Linked DNA regions of Mus musculus: region 2 is linked to region 1. A link is a contact called in public promoter capture Hi-C data. All regions are on one chromosome and are shown on one strand. The core of a region is the stretch at or near the end of the contact, and the rest is flanking DNA. Distances in the headings are between cores, read along the strand shown.

Region 1 (4,695 bases), core at 770-3,269:
CAGACGGAGGATATGTGCTACTTCATCCATAGCCAAAAACTGTCTTACCCAGCCGACCAAGGGCTCCTAGGGGGCAGAAACCATACAGGCTGAAGACATTGTGACCCTGTGAGGTATAGGGAGAAAAACCCTCTAGGCTAGTGGTTCTCAACCTGTGGGTCTCGACCCCTAAGGGGGTTTAGCTCAGATATCCTGCATATCAGATACTTACATTAGAATTCATAACAATGGCAAAATTACAGTTGTGACGTAACAATGAAATAACTTTCTGGCCAGGGGTCACCACAGCATGAGGAACTGTATTGAAGGGTTACAGGGTTAGGAAGGCTGAGAACCGCTGCTCTAGGAATACTTGCAAAGCAGGACAGGCACACCACCAGCTGCACTTGGGCATAGAATGGACTAACTGTGTAAAGAGGCCAGAAATGCCAGCAGCCATTTCCTGGGGTCTGTGTGCCCTGCTGTGGCCACTAATTCTTTCTTAGAGACATCCTGAGAGTCTCACACCCAGACTAATGAGAGCAAAGACCTCAGATATCACCATATGCCCACAGCCTTGGCGGACTGAGGTCTTAAATGGTGAGGACTCTGGCACCTGTAGACAGAGGGCATGGAGCAGGGGCTCTCTGAGAAGCATGAGATAGGAGAAGACTTTCTGAACTGTCAGAAAGAGCTCTAGACCCAGCTGCAGAAAAGACATGTGACCCTGTGGGCTCCGACAGCAGAAATGACAGAGACAGGATTCAAACCCTGTTCCCCCTGTGCAGTTCACTGCCAGAACCTCTCCTCTTGTGTATGGATGGGAAGTGAAGTTGGATAGCATGTTCCTTCCCCCCTCAGGAAGAGGGCAGATCAGTGACTGACATGGCAGAGTGAAGGAGGATGCTAAACCCCAGCCAAGACCCCTATATCTCTGCACCAGAGACTTCTAGCAGTCAGTCAGAGCTCAGCAATAAGGGCAGGGAGGGTGCTGAGATGGTCCAGTCCTTCAGGCTCCTTCTGAAGTCTGGGCTGGATCAAAGAGGAGGGTACCAGGTACTCCCCTGGACCTCTGCAGTTTCTGATAGGTGGTCTCAGGTTATGTCACCTCCTGTCATGGTCCCTTTGGAGCTGGGGTCCTGGAGAGCCTCTGCTTACCCAGAAGGGAGAGTCCATGGGTGTGGGCTTACATGGGGAAGCGTGGCATGCACCCTGCAAATGCATAGTAAATAGTGTCTGGTGGTGTTTGTTCAGCCAGCCTGAGTACCTGGGCAGCTGAAGGCTCCGTTTACACAAAAAGAAACTCATGCTTGCATTGAGCTCATCTCAATGCTGCTTACAGCAGGGTGGTCCAGGAGCTAAGTGTCAAGTAGGTGTCTAGTTTCTATGGGTGTTGGTGAGGGATGTTATTGGGTCTCCTAGAGCCTCAGGTGGCAGCTTTTTCTGGAAGTACAAGGCTTGTCAAGGTATTTTATGCAGTAGGCAGTTGCACAGGTGCCCATAGCCAGACGGTGCCCGGCCTGGGGGGTCTGGGGGGAAGGAGGCTCAGAGCTAGGTCAGACAGGGATGCCAGGCTTGTGTTTCTTCCTTGCTACCTCAGCCACTGGACCCCTGTGACACAGGCAAGTTACTGCCAGGGCAGACCCTGACCTCAGCATCTGGACAGCAGGTGGGCTGGCTCACTCCGTTCTAATGTCTCTCTCTGGCTTGAATATGAATATCTGGGTTAGCTCTTTTCTTTCCGGCATTGATTGGATCAAGGCCCTTTGCTTAAGCACAGATGTCTGCAACTCATTCATAAAAGACATTTCCGGAGGACTTTCTTTGGGCCAGGTCCAAGACATCCATGTCAATCAAAGTAGCCCCTGTCCGTGCAGAGCTCACTGTCTGCGGGTCCCCATTCCACCATTGTTCCAGGACACTGAGCTGTAGGGAGAAGACACAGTTAGGGAGGGCCTCTGTGGAAGACATGTTGGGATTCCCCGTGAGGAATTCTCATACAGGTCTGCTCCATGCATGTCCAGGGATGGCTGTGCAAGGGGGTGGGACCAGTGCTAGGCATGGTCACTGCATGTAAACTGGACTGCAGTGAGTCAGTCGACAGGTTGGTCAATGCCACAGACAGACTTGATGGACCCTGCTCTGTGTTTAAGCCAAGAGTACCATAGGCAAAGTGGAGTTTGAACAGTCTGTGGGCCTTTCGCAGGTAGGCAGTTCAGTGGGGGTCGATGGAGACAGGCTAGGGGCAGGGGTAAAACTAAGCTGGCTGATGTAGACATTACACTCTTTGCTAGGGAGGGCAGGGGCACCTGGGGTGAGAATCTGGGAGCCACCAGATGGAGATGTGCATTTGCATAGAATTATGACCCTTAACGATGCATTTTGTGGAAGGAAACGAGTTGCTAAGAGCCCTGTGTTCGAATCCCAACTCCCACCATATCAGCTGGGTGGTCCTGAAGTCTCTCTTACCCTCTCCAACCTGGATTTTGGTAAAAATCTATAATTACATCAGATTACCCATATGCACTGGGTGGGCTGTTGTAAGGCTCTGACAAGATCGCCAGTCTGAAAGTCCTGATGTATTAAGTAGGTGCTGGGAAGGACAAGTTAATTTTGGGATAAGGAACTGGAGTGTCAATGTTGATGTGTCCTGTTAATGATCTTTCAGTTAAATTGTCATCAGATAACCCGTTGGGTTCTGGTATCCCTTTATTCTATTCTGTCTCCTTACTCCTACGACCTGGATGCTGTGCTGGACCAGAGCAGGCCACTGATATGGTGGTATTTAGCAGCTGCAGAAAGGAACGAGTCACAGCAGGAATGTGGTCTGAGCTGTGCTGGCTGGACCAAATCAAAGGGCTGGCACAAAAGCCTGCTGGTTTCCCTGTTGCAAACATCTTTTCCTGATGACGCTTCCAGCCTAAAGCTAGAATTTTATCTGGGATGTGGCAAGGACCCAGGTGTGAAACTGGAAGCTGTGGGCCATGTTGCCCCTCTGTTCTGCATCACTGTGAGTGAAATATGGCTTAGTTTCCCATAGAACAGGATACTAGTCAACACATACGTATTCTTAGAGCTCTCTACTATGTCTCTGTCTACTGCTCCCTTCTGCCCAGCACCAGCAGGACTGCCAGTCAGGGCCAGAGAGCAGCTTGGGGCATCAGCTTGGGTGGAGGCAAGGCTAACATCCTGGGACTCTGGGGGAAGCACCCCAAGCTTGGGGAGAGGGCGAGTCATCTTTCCTACAGAACCCTGTCCCCACCTACTGTCCTGTCCCCATTAATGCCAGCATCTCTGCCACCCTTGCTCTCCCTAGGTGAACAAGGAGGCCTTGTGCCACGGCCTTGGCCTGCTCCAGGTCCCCTCGGTGCTCTCACTGGACATCCAAGCTCTCTACTTGTCCGGGAACCAACTGCAGAGCATCCTGGTCTCCCCACTGGGCTTCTATACAGCGCTTCGTCACCTGGATTTAAGTGACAACCAGATTAGCTTCCTCCAGGCTGGGGTCTTCCAGGCCCTGCCCTACCTGGAGCACCTTAACCTGGCCCACAATCGGCTTGCCACAGGCATGGCTCTCAACAGTGGTGGTCTGGGCCGCCTGCCCCTTTTGGTCTCCCTGGACCTGTCTGGGAACAGCCTGCATGGCAATCTGGTGGAGCGACTGTTGGGTGAGACCCCGAGGCTGCGTACGCTCTCACTGGCGGAGAACAGCCTCACTCGCCTGGCACGCCACACCTTCTGGGGTATGCCAGCGGTGGAGCAATTAGACCTCCACAGCAATGTCCTCATGGATATCGAGGACGGTGCCTTTGAGGCCCTGCCCCACCTGACTCACCTCAATCTCTCCAGAAACTCCCTCACCTGCATCTCAGACTTCAGCCTCCAGCAGCTGCAGGTACTAGACTTGAGCTGCAACAGCATTGAGGCCTTCCAGACGGCCCCGGAACCACAGGCCCAGTTCCAGTTGGCCTGGCTCGACCTCCGGGAGAACAAGCTGCTCCACTTCCCTGACCTGGCCGTGTTCCCGAGACTCATCTACCTGAATGTGTCTAACAACCTCATCCAGCTCCCTGCGGGGCTGCCCCGGGGCAGTGAGGACCTCCACGCACCCTCTGAAGGCTGGTCAGCCTCTCCACTGTCCAACCCCAGCCGGAATGCCAGCACCCACCCTCTCTCCCAGCTCCTGAACCTGGATCTGAGTTACAATGAGATCGAACTGGTCCCTGCTAGCTTTCTTGAACACCTGACCTCCCTGCGCTTCCTCAACCTCAGCAGAAACTGCCTGCGATCCTTTGAGGCTCGACAAGTGGACTCCCTGCCCTGCCTGGTGCTTTTGGACTTGAGCCACAATGTGCTGGAAGCATTAGAACTGGGTACCAAAGTCCTAGGGTCCCTGCAGACGTTGCTTCTGCAGGACAATGCCTTGCAAGAACTTCCACCCTATACCTTTGCCAGCCTGGCCAGCCTGCAGAGGCTAAACCTACAGGGGAACCAGGTCAGTCCCTGTGGGGGGCCAGCAGAACCAGGTCCCCCGGGCTGTGTGGACTTCTCTGGGATCCCCACCCTTCATGTTCTTAACATGGCAGGGAACTCGATGGGAATGCTCAGGGCGGGCAGCTTCCTTCACACCCCACTTACAGAGCTGGACCTCTCCACCAATCCTGGTCTGGATGTGGCCACGGGAGCCCTGGTGGGCCTGGAGGCATCCTTAGAGGT
Region 2 (4,695 bases), core at 1,628-4,127, 490 kb after region 1:
TAGCAGGCTGAACAAGCCAGGGGAAGCAAGCCAGTAAAGAACATCCCTCCATGGCCTCTGCATCAGTTCCTGCTTCTGACCTGCTTGAGTTCCAGTCCCGACTTCCTTTGGTAATGAAGCAGTATACTGAATAAACCCTTTCCTCCCCAACTTGCTTCTTGGTCATGATGTTTGTGCAGGAATAGGAACCCTGACTAAGACAATCACTCACTCTAAAGTGAAGTGAAATCCCACCCGACCTCCTTACGAGCATGCTTCAGATATTGATGAGGGCAAAGTTGCACAAAGAAGCCTGGGAGATCTGAGATGAGGCAAAGGGGACATAGGTTCCACAGTGAAGTGAATGTCCCAAACTGTATTCATTGTTCATACACCAACCTTGTCATGTAACTTACATGAAAGTACATGAGGGGAAAACACATGTGTCATATAAATATAAGCTTCTGGCTTTTAAAAAGATATAAACAATTATATTCTAAAAACTTACCATTCATATTTCTACTCCTACCTATAAGGTTATAAATGATTATTCAAGTTCTCAGAACTAAAGTGATGCAATGGAAGAATTCAAATGTCCTGCCTAGCATACAGTGTTCCTTAAGTACCTTAAAAAGCTTGCACATGTGCAAAGATTTAACACAGGCTCTGGGGTACCCAGCGATGAGAGAGGAGAGAGGGTCTAAATGATGGTTTACTATTGCATGACTCCTAAGGACACCTTCAACTTCAATTACCAATCCTATGTTCATATCGTTCCGTTTATGGTTTCAGTATCTGCATAAGTAGCTTTTCAAGGCAGGAATGTACCCACCACCCTTCTTCAGTGAACGAAGTCCCTGCCCTTTACTACCTACGGCTCCTCGCTTCTCAGTGATCGCCCTATGAACAAATACTACTCACTGCTACTCACTTCGTTCACTTACCAACAAATACTAAACTAGACTCTCCTTTAGTATGTTTTCATCCATTTTACAGGTTAAAATAAAAACAAAGCAAAAACTAATGCTCAAAGAGACTAAAGAACTCTCCACTGAAACAGCTTGTAAGTGGGCCCGACATAGCCCTCTGTAAGGACACTCTCCCACGCTATCACAGAACCTTGTTAAAAAAACAAAACAAAAGACAGTATCTACTCATTTAACTTGGAGTTCTAGAATGTAGCTGGCACTCGAATGCACTATCCCAGTGTTGTCCTAGTTTTGTACTGCAGGAAAAGTGCATGTGAAAAGTCTGTGATCAGGGGCTGGAGAGACGGCTCAGTGCTGAAGGGCGTGCACTGCTCTGCCAGAGGAGCTGATTCATCTCCCAGCACACATATCAGGTGGCCCACAGCCACATCTAACTGCAGCTCCAGGAGGAGCTAATGCCTTTGGCCTCCTTGGGCATCTGCGCATATACACGCATAGCTACCTACAGACATGGTTACACATACATGATCCAAAATAATAAACATAAATATTTTTTTAAAAAAATTAAATCTGCAATCCCACATTTCTGTAGTGCTTCACAAAAAGGCATCACAGGCAGTACTTCTTGTTCTCTCCAAACACCTCATGAAAAAGTAGAATAACATCCATTTCAGGTGACTGCGGGGTCACTCCTAACTAGCATCCCAATTATTTCCAGAGAGGATGTCTTCCTCCCCAGACACAACCAAAGACTTTATTAACAATTTTGCCTTTGTAGAAACTTTAAAAATCATACTATACTAGCAACTAAAAGTACTTTACTTTTAATGTGTGTGCACATGCAGGTGTGTGTGTGTGTGTGTGTGTGTGTGTGTGTGTGCACATGTGCATGCACACGCGTGCCAGAACAGGCTGGAAATTAATCTTGGGTGTCATTTCTCAGGAGCTGTCTGTCTTGTTCAGGGGGCTCACTGGTCTGGCAGAGTTAACTTGAGTCCAGGGAGCCCCCACACACACTGGGGTCACAGGCAAGCACCACCACATATGGCTTTTCATGGAGGTGCCGGAGCTTAGACTCAGGTCCCCATGCTCATGGGACAAGCACTTTACCAACTGGAGGTTTTTCTCCAGTCACAAAAAGTAATTTAAATTATGAATTCTCTCATAAGAGAAATCTTAGATATCATGGCATGTAATGCCATCAATTCCCCGATGACACAGATGAGGCCCAGGTGGGACAGCTTGGTCAAAATCGTATCGGTAAAAACCAACAGCAGTGGAATGAATGGGGAAACTGCTTCTGGGCCTGAAAATATGCTGCTCCCCAATATCTAAGTGTGGAGTCACAGCTGAGACTGGGAGAGCTTTCACAGTGGAGACTCAGCCTCCCACTTTCTAGACCAAGCAGAGCCACCAAACTAAAACCATTCCTCAGAGCAAAAGGACTGTGTCTAAAGAACCGTTTTCTGAAAGGAGAGGAGGAGGACTAAGGGGGCTCACACTTGCAGCATTGCAGTGCCCACCACGGAGCTAACACTCAGCTTTCCCCGCCTTCCTGCAGAACCCGGTAGGAAAGGGGTTAAAATTCTCAGGAAGCAACAAAAAAGTCTTTTGATGAACCTTCCAAAAAAGTCAAATACAAACCACCAGCAGTTAATACCTCAAGCATCTGCATGCTTCTCAAATTACTAAAAGGATAATGGTAAGAAAAATTACATTTGCATGTTTTTAGACTACATACACACCTTTATTAAAAGAACAAAGGAGTGATCTCACTTCACCTCCCTCCTCAGTGAACAAAGCCAATTCTGCTTAAATGTCGACCTAAAAGGGAATCTCGAAGAGAGATGACGCACAGACATGAAATCAAAGGAGACAGTGGGCAGCAGAGTTAAGTAATACTGGAAATGAGCTTCAGTTCAGGCTGCCCAGGTCTCCGCTGTAGCCACACGACTCCCCGCTCTACCTATTAAACACCATGCAAGGTTTCCCGGTCCAGGCCGTAGCGCCTCACCAGCCTCACAGTTAAACACCGTGGTGTTGGATTTCCAATATTGAAGCTTTATATTAAAAAGCATTTTAAAAGGATCACGCGTGGAGCCTTACAGGGCCCAGGGGTATTTCAATACCCTCAAAAGGAAAACCACCTCCTGGTAGGGAAGTCACTTTCATCACCCCAAGACCACTGAGCCTCCAGTGGGAAAATGGGAACTCATGTGGTTAATTACGGTGATTGCAGGCCATGCAACCTCAGATGTCACAGTCTGTTGCCAATCATTTTAGTTGAAAACCAAAAGGTTTAAGGTTCCCAGCATTCTGAGATCTGAAAGATGTTTTACCTGACAAAGCCAAAACATGGCCCTCTGAGATGTGCTTTTCCAGCAAGCATTAACGATGCCCGCCACACCTAACACAGAGCAGAGGTGTGGGTTTCCGAGGCTGCTCTAGGGAGTTAGAAAGGTCATACATGATACTTCTGCTAGTGAGAAGCTGGAGGGAGGGAGGTTGGGAGGGAGGGAGGGAGGAAGGGAGGGAGGATGGTTGGGAGCAAGGGAGTGAACTGTAAGACTTAGGTATGTGAAATGATACTAACTCAACAGTGTTCGAAGGGCTTGGAAGCAAAGCCACAGTTCCCTTATAGTAGGTACTTATGATTTGTTCTTAAGATGTAGAAAGCCACTCAAAGCTAGAGCTTTTGTGTATAATCTTTATGATAAAAATTCTTACCAACACACAACAGCTACACAAACATTATAAGTCAGTTCAGCGTTCCTTTAGTTCTATGTTGGACAAACTGTTCATATGACAATGCATCTGAGTGCAGAGTGATCTCAAAGCTCTTACCATCCCGCCTTCCCAGTCCCTGAGGCAGCTCCTCTGTTAAGGGACCCAGCACCCTCTGATGCAGACAGGACAAAATAGTTAAGACTCTAATCAGTGCCACAGCAGTTATGAAGTCATTCCATGTTCTCAGTGAAACACTGTTTGACATATGGACTCTCCTTTCCAAGAAATCATGCCTGCATGAAGGGACACAGACACAGAGGACACCTGGGTCTCATTACCACAAAAGGTTCTCGTGTTATGGATTACTTAAAAACACACAAGCACAAACATTGGGTTTTTTCTTTTCTTTTCATTTCTCGTTTTTAAACTAAATGTCTCAGTCAATGGAACTCAGATGAGCGTTCCTCTCTGGACCCTTTCCTCGCATTGTGTCCAGCTCTCTCTGGCAAGCTCTAACAATAACTGAGTCATTCAGAAAAGCATAATAAATACAGGGCCCCTGGTGGGGTTTCCCAAACATCACTGACCCATGCAGTGCTAATCCGTATCCAGCAAAGGTTCATGGACATCATGAGAAAACCGTTAGAAATCCCTTTCCTAGAACCTCTCCCAGAATGCACTGCTATAGAACACTAAAAAGTCCGTGGATGCTCAGGAGGTCATTATTAAAAGACAAGAAAGTTGCATCATGACAGGAATAAGGAAGATCCTAGATTCAGGAAGATCAGTGGTAACATTAAGCTTTGCCACCAGTTAAGGTGAGTCCTTGGATGGAAAAATGTTTGAAATTTTCAAAGTCTCAATTTTCTTTTATTTTCCTCTCCTCCCTCCCTCTCTCCCTCCTTTACTTCCTCTCTCTCTTTCCCTCATCTCTTTCTTTCTCTTTTTAAAATTGAAACAACAAAACAAGGTAATTCTCTATCCATAAAGGAAATTCTCACAGAACTAAAGTAATCTCATAACATCAAACACTACTCTTGCAATTTTCAAAATAAACTCT

What was found. Promoter capture Hi-C pulls out the DNA fragments that hold promoters and counts their contacts.
Region 2: a contact with region 1 is called in a promoter capture Hi-C map of embryonic stem cells, with 4 times the contacts expected there. The contact joins two enhancer-like sites. A contact is called at or near these places in 4 of 39 promoter capture datasets (cranial neural crest, embryonic stem cells, hippocampal neurons and 1 more) and 1 of 9 other capture datasets (liver).

Annotation. Positions count from the first base shown.
Region 1 is chr7:98,494,807-98,499,501 of GRCm38.p6, forward strand. Lrrc32 (leucine rich repeat containing 32) reads left to right here. Exons shown (of 3, transcript NM_001113379.2): 3 at 3,296-4,695. Among named protein-coding and RNA genes, the nearest start is that of Lrrc32, 7.2 kb to the left of the region's middle. Within about 2 kb of position 2,020, at least 5 of the 459 cell types and tissues checked have an H3K27ac peak or open chromatin away from gene starts, as enhancers often do.
Region 2 is chr7:98,980,339-98,985,033 of GRCm38.p6, forward strand. The region is part of intron 11 of Uvrag (UV radiation resistance associated gene); the gene reads right to left. Among named protein-coding and RNA genes, the nearest start is that of Gm33827, 110 kb to the left of the region's middle. Within about 2 kb of position 2,878, at least 9 of the 459 cell types and tissues checked have an H3K27ac peak or open chromatin away from gene starts, as enhancers often do.